Linked DNA regions of Danio rerio: region 1 is linked to region 2. Evidence: chromatin contacts called from public Hi-C data. All regions are on one chromosome and are shown on one strand. The core of a region is the stretch at or near the end of the contact, and the rest is flanking DNA. Distances in the headings are between cores, read along the strand shown. Region 1 overlaps ston2 (stonin 2). Region 2 has its middle 3.1 kb from the start of foxn3.

The links. Hi-C and Micro-C count contacts between places; a contact is called where the count stands out from the background.
Region 1: a contact with region 2 is called in a Hi-C map of an unstated tissue, with 2.2 times the contacts expected there. The contact joins two enhancer-like sites. A contact is called at or near these places in 2 of 18 Hi-C or Micro-C datasets (caudal fin and an unstated tissue).

Annotation. Positions count from the first base shown.
Region 1 is chr17:18,055,010-18,060,287 of GRCz12tu, forward strand. ston2 (stonin 2) reads left to right here. Exons shown (of 7, transcript NM_001033743.1): 5 at 1-1,218. Among named protein-coding and RNA genes, the nearest start is that of ston2, 40 kb to the left of the region's middle. Within about 2 kb of position 1,997, at least 10 of the 62 cell types and tissues checked have an H3K27ac peak or open chromatin away from gene starts, as enhancers often do.
Region 2 is chr17:17,821,232-17,826,631 of GRCz12tu, forward strand. No RefSeq gene overlaps it. Among named protein-coding and RNA genes, the nearest start is that of foxn3, 3.1 kb to the right of the region's middle. Within about 2 kb of position 1,365, at least 3 of the 62 cell types and tissues checked have an H3K27ac peak or open chromatin away from gene starts, as enhancers often do.

The DNA.
Region 1 (5,278 bases), core at 747-3,246, 230 kb after region 2:
GTGATGATAGTCCTCCTTTACCTGATTCAGTGGATGAAGCGGACTCCACTGATTCCACTTATGAACCACACCACATGACACCTCAGGAAGGCTGGCCGATGCTCCTGCGTATTCCTGAGAAGAAGAACATCATGTCCTCACGTCACTGGGGACCAATATTTGTCAGGTTGACGAACAGCGGCCAGCTGCAACTTTTCTATGAGAAAGGGCTGGAGAAGCCCTTTAAAGAGTTCCAGCTGAACTCCCAGCATGAAATATCAGAGCCCAAGCTTCAAAACTACGATGAAAATGGCCGGGTTCACACCATCAGTGTAGACCATGTGGTTTACAAGGAAAAGAGGAAGATCCAGCCCAAGGTCACAGTGGTTCATTTGCCTGTCAAAGAGCAAGTGGTGAAACTTGGGACTACAAACTACCAGGACTTCTTAAGCTTTCGTCACGCTCTACAGGAGAGACTTGTGGGCCTCTCGATGGACCAAGAAGGTCTCAACTGGCCAACGACTTACACTGAAGAGGAGGTCCATGTGGAGGTGAGGGATGACTTTTATGGGATTCTCTCCAAAGGAGACAGCCGGATCTTGGAGCAGCTGGTTTTTACCCGAGTGAACATGCTAGCCTTCTTGAATGGATCCCCACCTTGTAGTATCGGCCTCAATGATATCCAGATCAAAGGTAAAGAGGTGGTTTCTCGGCATGACATAATTCCTAACACAACCTCACGTTGGATTCAACTGCGGGACTGTCGATTGCATGAGTGTGCAGACCAGCTAGAGTTTAACGAGTCCCGAGCCATTACGTTCAGCCCACCGGTTGGCCGCCGATTTGAACTGCTTCGTTTCCGCACTCCGTTTGCCGAAAAAACCCTTCCCTTCACTCTGAGAACTGTTGCTTGTGTCAGGGGTGCAGAAGTGGAGATGCAGTCCTGGCTGATAATGTCAACCGGGTTCTCATCCAATAGGGATCCTTTAACGTTAACACCATGTGAGAATGTTGCAATTCGTTACCCCATACCAGAAATTTGGGCAAAGAACTTTAGGCGCGAGAGTGTGACGGGAGAGAAGTCTCTGAAGGCTCGATTCAACAAAGGAGCCAGCTTTGGTTCGACTAGCACATCAGGGTCTGAACCAGCCATGAGGGTCACACTCGGCACAGCCAAATACGAACAGGCCTTTAAGTCTGTAGTATGGAGGATTGGTCGCCTGCCGGACAAGAATTCAGGTGGGATTTTAGGGCTGAATTTGGTAATCATGTTGTCAAATGATAAGACAGCAGGAATGAACTTAGCATGCTGGAGTTGTCATATGTTCATAAGTCACACAGTAATAATTTCAGAATAGGTCACTTGTGAGTTCTTGTGAGTTCATATTATACCTAATATTATATATTTGGTCATACTTAATTTTAAGGTACAATTTTTTTAAACCACTTATGCTGCGTTCACACCAGACGCTGATGAAGCATCAAGCGTAAGCGGTTTACATGTTAAGTCAGTGCAAAGACGTGAATAAAATAATTTTAGTAAGCTACAAAAATATAGGATATAGGAGAAATAGGATTAGCATAGCATAGCCATGTTATGGTCTTTAAATCAAGATCATGCTTGCCTTGTTCTCCTCTGCTACTCTTGTCTAATAGAACTTTTTAATTCCATCTAAATTCTGTTTTTCATTTGATAAACCAGTTGCGACTTTTTCTTAGTGTCTATAGCCTGTATAGTGATTTTGCTGTTGCTCTAAAGTAATGCTACTTCTGCTTTCTTTGTATTGGCATGATGAGAATATTAGCATAGATAGTAGATTAAAGGTTTTAGTCTGAATAGATCCTCACAAACTCCCAATTCACAATGCAGTGCTAACAAGCAATGCCTCTTAATGCAGTATTGACTATCAATGCAAGTGCATTGGTGTAGAAATAATCTTTTATCCTGTTTTGTTGCTTTTCTGTGGTCATAGCATTTGCATTGCGACCAGTGCTGGTATTCTTTTTTTTTCTGTCAATGGCAAACGCTTTAGGCTTTTCAATAGTACATCAGCAGGGATCCCCTCCCCCTGCGTGAGCCTGATTGGTGAGACAAAACTCAAGCTGTCATTATCTATTAATTCACAGGCTCACTGTCTGACATCCCTGAGCTTCACAGTCCAGCACAATGAGCTTTCCTTAAACAATTTCTCTTTGTGTTTTCTTTGCTTTAGTAGGATTTCAAGGAATAGTGTGCAAACATTTAAATATCTGCTGTTCATTTATTCATCCTCAGGCAATTTAGCTTGTAGGTGACTTAGGGCTGGGTGAAACAGAAAAAAAAAGATCACAATATAATGTTTATTATCATTCAATAATTATTGAATATTTTTACAATCTTAGAAATATTAGGATTTTTTATTTATTTAAACATTTTATTTTAATTTACTAACATTACTAAGGCAAATAGTTTTAATAGTTTTTAATAAAAAATAAACAAAAATATCCTGTATCTTATGTCTTATAATAAAATTAACATAAGCGCTATAGAGACTCAAACTTAATAAGTAAAATGTACAAAGTGTGTGCAATGATAAAGTGTACATGCTGAATGATCAAAGCAAACTTGAAGGGCGGTCAACAGATCAACATCTGTAAGGTGTGATTAATAATGACACAGTACTACAAACTCTACTAACAAAACAAATTATGATAATCAAATCTGAGCTTTCAAGTAAAGGACACAACCATCATTATTTAATTACATATTGCAACATAGCAAATTGTGAAGTTGAGTGACTACATTACCCCATATTTAAAAAAAAAAATCTTTCAGATGGTGAGCTAATGGCTGGGATGCGCAAGAAAAGAAACCAAAAAGCCACTCTGGCAACATCCTTACATCCTTTTTTATACAGTCTCTTTACTACTGTTTTTCATGGCGCTCATTTTCGTGTGTGTTGCTATTCCTACGTGAGGTGCCGAAACCCAACCAGAGTCCGTTCACATGTTGCGTTTGAGGCCGTACTCACACTAGGTACAGTTGCCTCGAACCGGGCCAAAGCACGCTTGTCCCCCCTCCCGTCTCCCCCGACGGCCCGCGCTCACACCATATCGGGCCTCGGCACGCTTACGTCATCGCTGCTGCGCTGTTCAGAAGCGCTCTCTATGGCAAGCCTTTTTAGCATTTAAATCTTTGTTCTGACTCCATAAATATATTTAGAGATATCTCTAATTATATTTTGACTAGTCATAATTATAATTCGACTAGTCAGAATAACAATTAGAGATATCTGCAATTACAATTGTACTAGTACGAAATCAGATTGGAGATATCTGCAAATATATTATGACTAGTCATATTCCTCCATTGACTTCCATTGAAAAATATTTGCAGATATCTCTAAATGAGTTTTGACTAGTCACAATTGTAATTAGAGATATCTCTGAGTTTTTACTAGTCATAATACATTTGGAGATGTCTTTATCTTATTTATCTTATTAATTATTCATCATATTTAGAGATATTTACAAATCTATTTGAAGATCTCTAATTAATTTACTAATAGTCGAATTACAGTTGTAGATATCTTGAATTGGATTTTTGACAAGTCAAAACTCAGTTAGAGATATCTGCAAATATTTTTCAATGGAAGTCAATGGAGGAATATGACTAGTCATAATATATTTGCAGATATCTCCAATCTGATTTCGTACTAGTACAATTGTAATTGCAGATATCTCTAATTGTCATTCTGACTAGTCGAATTATAATTATGACTAGTCAAAATATAATTAGAGATATCTCTAAATATATTTATGGATAGTCAGAACAAGGTTTAAATGCTAAAACGGCTTGCCATACGCTGTCACTCAGTAGCACAGTGGAGATTTCTCTAGTTATATCGTTTCAGTCGTTTGATATGCCGTCAAATATTTCGCCAAACAGTCCTTAGGGATGCGGTGACACGCAGTCAGATATTTCGCCGAACAGATCCGCCACTTTTGGCGCTCATAAACAATCATTAAGCTCTCGTGCTGCAGGAATGAGGAGGTCTGCTGAAGGCGCGCAGCTGGCGTTCTGTGAGGAGTTTGCGTCTTTAATAAACTACGGCAGTTTGCGTTCACTGAACAGTAAGAATGATTAATAAATCCATATGAAACAGTCCCTTAAAAGTCACGTCTCGCTTTCGGTTTCGGGCTTTGGTGCGTTTTGCGCTCACACACAAGCGTACCGCGCCAAAGGCCTCTTCCAACCGGGCCAGGGCCGGCCAAGTGAACTGTGCTTGAGCGCGATTCAGCGCACTCACACTTCTCAAACAATCCGGGAAACGGGCCTGGGCACGGTATGGATGGCATAGTGTGAGTAGGCCCTAAAAGCATGTGAAAAGCATGAGAACATGTATTCGGTTTACTTCGCCATTTTTAATGCGCTTTGTGCTCATGCTCCTCTGGCATCTCTCATAACTAGGCGACCATCAACCGTTTTTCTCAGAGGATGACAAACAGAAAAAATACATTGCTGCGGTTCCGAAATTAGTTTGTATTTATAAAGAGAATGAAAAAACACTGCTGTGTTTGGGTGCTCTGTGTTTGTCTTAGTCTGCCATTATTACCGAAATGTCTATTGCATACAAAGTGTGAAGCAGATTTGTTAGTTTTAATTACATGAATTGTGGTGTGTATGCCGCATTCTGAAATGTTTTCAACTAGGTACGCCTGGTCACTTGCGTTGCACCAAGCCTGGCACCTTGATTGGAAATAACCCTAAGCTAATTGGCATTCCTTCCAAGGTACATACTCAGCAGACACATTTTAATAAAGCTATAGCATCTCATACCGAAGCTTCATACTGTACTTTTTTTTAAGCGTTATTGACAATGGTGTTCGGTCAATAAATGTCCATACCATTTTATCGGCCCAGCCCTAAGGTGACTTTTTGTTTTTGAGTTGCACAGTTGAACAAGACTTTCATCTGAAAATGTGGAGATTCAGATATTTCCAAGTTGTAATACAAGTCATTACGCAATAGGAAACCCTGGAACTTTTCCCAAGGCTATGAATTAAAGGCGATAATGTTGCAAATCATTTTTATATTATAGTTTCTTGCAATTTTCTAATCACAAGACCTCAAAATACTGTCAGCTGCCATGGGTATCAATTCAATGCTGAAAGAAAAAATGCCACCTACAATACATCTCGTATGGCTTGAGAATGTATAAATTAATGTACATTTTTATGTTTGGGTGAAGTATTCTTTTAACATCTTTAAATTCCAAAAACCTTATTTTTAAAAGCCATAAATAGGCTAAAGGCGGTA
Region 2 (5,400 bases), core at 115-2,614:
TCTATACAATCTAAAATCAATCTATAAATCTAAACATCAATATGATCTCAGACACTTATGTTCAATAAATAGTTGCATTTGTTAATGATTATAAACGGTTCTCCTGCTAAGTAATATAGTTCATTAGCTCAACTGCTGGCTTTTGATAGTTGCCAAGCAACGTAATGATCAGCCATGAGTGTCAGTGCCCATTAATATAGAATTGAGTTGACATCTAATCACAGGTGTTACATCGTTGCTTATTCAATCCTGTACTACCAGTCTGTGTAAAGGAAACCTATTATGCAAATATCACTTTTATAAGCTTCTAATGGTAAAAATATTTCATTTTTTTTTATTATCACACTTTATAAAAACTGTCTGCAGAAACACTTTGATTGACATTCTTCCTTTGTACATGTCATTAGATGGTTATGGTTAGATGGTCATTAGAAAGTACCGCCCATTAGTGATAGCATAAACAGCCCTGAGTGAGAAGCAGGTAAAATCTAGATACTACAGCTGTGAATAAGCATGTCAATATAACATCATTTGTGTGACACTGTATAACAATTAATATTATTTCTACAGTACTCTGATGGTTGGGTTTAGGGTTAGGGTAGGGGTAAAAATAAAATAAAAAATTGGGGGTAATTTATTTAATAACAAATAATACTTGGCACAACTATTGTTTTTACATAATTGTGACGATTGGGTTTATAGATAAGGTTGTGGTAGACGTTAATAAAATATAATTAATCGGAAATTTAAAAAAATGATATAAATCTTAATTTCTTGTTGAATTTGTTAAAGTTACATAATTTTTCTGGGTCAAAAGTATCGGTTTAGGCACCGTCTTGGCACCGATATTAAAAGTATCGATTTAGCACCGGTATCGAAATAACCACAAACAATACCCAACCCTACGTTTATACTGTACCTCTGCCCTTTTTGAAAAGAGGGCTGGGAGCACAATCTTATTTGAATTTTAAAGCGACAGTCATCAAACATGATAACTTTTAAATCAAAGCCTAAAAGGGGAAGTTTAAAGTGTTTTAAAATATTATTTGTGCATTTTGAGCTGAAACTTCACATAAACACTCTTGTAGCATCAGAGACTTATTTGACATCTTGTTAAAAGGGGCATAATACACCCTCTTTAGTCACTATTGTGAAATTATGAGAGTTCTACAAACATTTTGTACACTTTTTTTTTTTTACAAACATAATTATCCTTTCACTTTTACTTTTTTTATGTTTCGTTTTTGCAGCCTACACAGACGTATGCTGCTATTTTTGTGTGTGTAGTGGCTCTTAAACATTAGCACTGGGGAACACAAACAGAATTCCGTCCTACAGCTGCTGCAAATGCTGGATCTTTCTGCCAGACGTTCAGAGGCCAGAGCATTTGGCAGCTCTGTTGGTTTCTGTTACTGAGACGTTATTGAACATGATTAACTGCTTGATCTGAAAATGTACAGTTTAGGAAAGCTCTCGTGCACACAAGTCTGGCTTCATTCACATAATATAAAAGCCAATATGTTTAACACATCAGTCAAGTCCTAGTTTTTGATGTAGAATAAATGTGCTATATATATATACATACATACACACACACACACACGCACACACACACACACACACACACAGACACACACACACTTCTAAACATAATAGTTTTAATAACTCATTTCTAATAACTGATTTATTTGATCTTTTCCATGATGACAGTAAATAATATCTTATAAATAATATCTTATTCAAGACACTTCTATACAGCTGAAAGTGACTTTTAAAGGCTTAACTAGGTTAATTGGGTTGACTAGGCAGGTTAGGGTAATTAGGCAAGTTATTGCATAAAGAAAGAAAAAATATAGCTTAAAGGGGCTAATAATTTTGTCCCTAAAATGGTTTTTAAAAAATTAAAAACTTCTTTTATTGTAGCCAAAATAAAACAAATAATACTTTATCCAGAAGAAAAAATATTATCAGACACACTGTGAAAATTTCCTTGCTCTGTTAAACATCATTTAGAAAATATAAAAAAAGAGAAAAACATTCAAAGGGGCTAATAATTCTGACTTCAATATGAATAAGTAATCATGCTACATTTTTTGTTATATTTTAAGATGCTAAAAATATAAAGTATAAATGATTTAAATTACAATTATTTGCATGTATGTTTATATATATATATATATATATATATAGCATACATAACTATATACTGTAACATATTTCTAAAGGTGCAGATGTTGCTAACAACCAAAAATCTAATTAGTTTACAAACGAAGTTATGTGTTACAACATTGAAGTCTGTAAAATACTCACACCTGAGCAATTCATGACTTCATTATCTATATGAGAGGCGTGTTTAAGCTGTTAACTCTAAGTGGCTAAAAAAACCCTCCTAATTAAAATGAGTTCAACTTTGTGGTTTAAAAAAGGGTGATAAAAGTTATAAATAGTTAAAATGACAAAAAAAATTCCTTTCGGGGCACAACTGTTACTTTTTAAGTCAAGATATTTAATCCCTCTTTTTTTAAATTTGCCTGATTTTTGGTAAAAAATAAATAAATAAATAAATATTTTAAGTGACTAAAAAAAATCCTAATTAAAATGAGCATAAATAAATGGGTATGAATAGTTAAAATTGCAATTATCTCAGGGCTTAACTGTTACTTTTAATGTAATATCATTTAATTATTCTTGTAAATTTGGCTGATTTTTGGTAGATAATGTATTGTTATGCTTCATATATAATCTTTGACCAATTTACAAAAAATCATAATCATAAAAAACAATTACATATGTTAATTATTAATTTGAAAATAGTGGACCAAATGGGTGCAGTGCGCTGGGTTGTAACATCACTCCTGACAGCCAAATGTTAACTAAAATATTCAAACTTGTATACTTGCTATTGTAACAACAAAGTGTTTGAGAGAAGAATAAATTGTCCAAGAACAACATTACTTTCTTTCTCCATCAGATGCAGTTTCGCCCTCAAGAAAAAGCACTGGTGCATGACGTCTCCATTTGTGTCCCGGGCCCCATCTCATGGTTCAAGGCAGTTCCCCAAGGTTTATGGTAATCCACTGGGTTTACATTAGGAGCACATTAGTCAACTTTTATTTAGATAAGAGCCAAAATTTCAGTTCAGACCCTTTAAGGTCCTCACGAGGCATTTTCACAAACGAATTCAGGGTATTTTGCAAAGATTCCCCCCTTTCTTTCAATCTGTTTTTCGCAAAGAAATGAGAAGCACAGTTACAAAGCCCCCTGCTGAGGAGGTGGACTGAGCCTCCAGGCTGATCATATGGCCGGCGGCCTGATTCGTGCAGCTCTTGACAGATATAAGCAGCCCAAATTTCCCCCTGTTTTGCAGTCTGCTGCTCCATGTGTTGCTTATATTTATAGCCTTGGCTGTAGTGTCCGTGCACATAATAGTTTTAGCATCGCTGCCACATTTCCAATAGCAAACACTGCAGAGTGCTAGCATAGGATTGAAGGGTTTAAATATTTAAGTGTTTTTAAAGGACAGAGCTTAAACGAGGCTTTTAGTGGCTGTTGTGATTCTGTTTTGTAAAGATAAAGACAAATCAAAAGTAGAGGTTTTAAAGCTGGGAAATCAAACGAGAAAGACTTTTGTTTTATGATTTGTGTGCTTTGATGCTGCTGACATAATGGAGGGATTTAGTTATGACACACTTTAGTCCTACTTGAGTCATTTATCTGGATTTGAGTTAAAACAAAAGAGCAAAATAGATACCCCTTGTAGAAACCTTGTTTTAAAGTAGTGATTCAAATCAGTCTTTGCATTTTTTTTTAAAATCATATTGAGACGTTTGATAGAATATCCAAGCTGCTCTTTTGCATAATAAAAAACTGTACTGTCTGTCTCTGAAAAAGAAACAATGCAAATAGCTTAAATGACTTGTGGACTTTATTATATATTTGCTGTTGGTCACAATACATGTCAGACGCCATCAGATTTGGCCTCGATGTCCAATCTTCTAATTAACATTGAACAGAAATGTGATCATAAATCAATGAATTGGCTAGGATCAACCGAGGCTCATTCTGTACATTCATGTACACAGTACCCCATGTACATTTCTTGAGAGTGAGCAAATTACATCCCAGGAAATCCAATAGAGGCCACTGTCGACTGACTAACTAACTGACTGACCAACCGACAGACCACCCCCACCCTCCCTCTTCCCTAAACCCAACCAATAGTGTTTTCAAAAGCATTGATTGACCCACCCACCTCATTCCCTAAACCAAACCAGTGCTTTCAAAATCATCGAATGACCCGTACACCCCTTTCCTAAACCCAACCAGTGTTTTCAAAATTATCAATTGACCCGCCCACCCCCTTCCCTAATCCCAACCATTATTTTCACACTCATTGATTGACCCGCCCATCCCCTTCCCTAAACCCAACCATTGTTTTCACAAGCATCGATTGACCCGCCCACCCCCTTCCCTAAACCCAACCATTGTTTTCACAAGCATCGATTGACCCGCCCACCCCCTTCCCTAAACCCAACCATTGTTTTCACAAGCATCGATTGACCCGCCCACCCCCTTCCCTAAACCCAACCATTGTTTTCACAAGCATCGATTGACCCGCCCACCTCTTTCCCTAAACCAAACCAGGGTTTTCAAAAACATTAATTGACCCACCCACCCCCTTCCCTAAACCCAACTGACAGTTTTCAAAAGCAATCCAGAAAAAGAAAAGTCCCCTGATTTTTACCACATTTTCAGATTTTACCACTTTCTCACCCTGTTATTTACTTGTTCATTTTATTTTTTGGCTTCTGTTTTTGTCTTCACCAGACTTGAACCTCGTCGTTGTCAACTCCACTTTGCATCTCAAGTTTGCCAAGGTACGTGTCGAGCTACCGGACAAACTAGTAACAGCGTGAAAGCCGTGGTCAAAGTGGTCAGCTGGTAAGTGAGAAAAGGAAAGCCATCATACCACCCTGTAGCGTTCATTTTAAAGACGAAATGCATCCATACACAGATCTGGCTACATAATTCACGATCTACAGAAACGTATATAGGGCTACAATTTCAGAATGAGCCTATGTTGGCTAGGACAGTAGAAAATATTAAGGAAAACTTTATATCAAATGTATAAATGTATAACATCAGTATTTAAATATGCAAAGAGCTATGAAGTTCAGTTTGTTAGACTAAGCCAAGACTCAAACAATATGTATGACTTAATTAATTAATTAATTAATTAAATAAATTATTGAATTATTAATTATTTTTTTTATTTGTTTATTTATGTCAGGTCAACATCTTTTAAACAAGATTTATTCAATTGAAAAATAATGACAAACTGTCTTTTTTGTTACAGAAATCGAATTTCTGTTTGATTAAGAAATATTTATTACCACATAT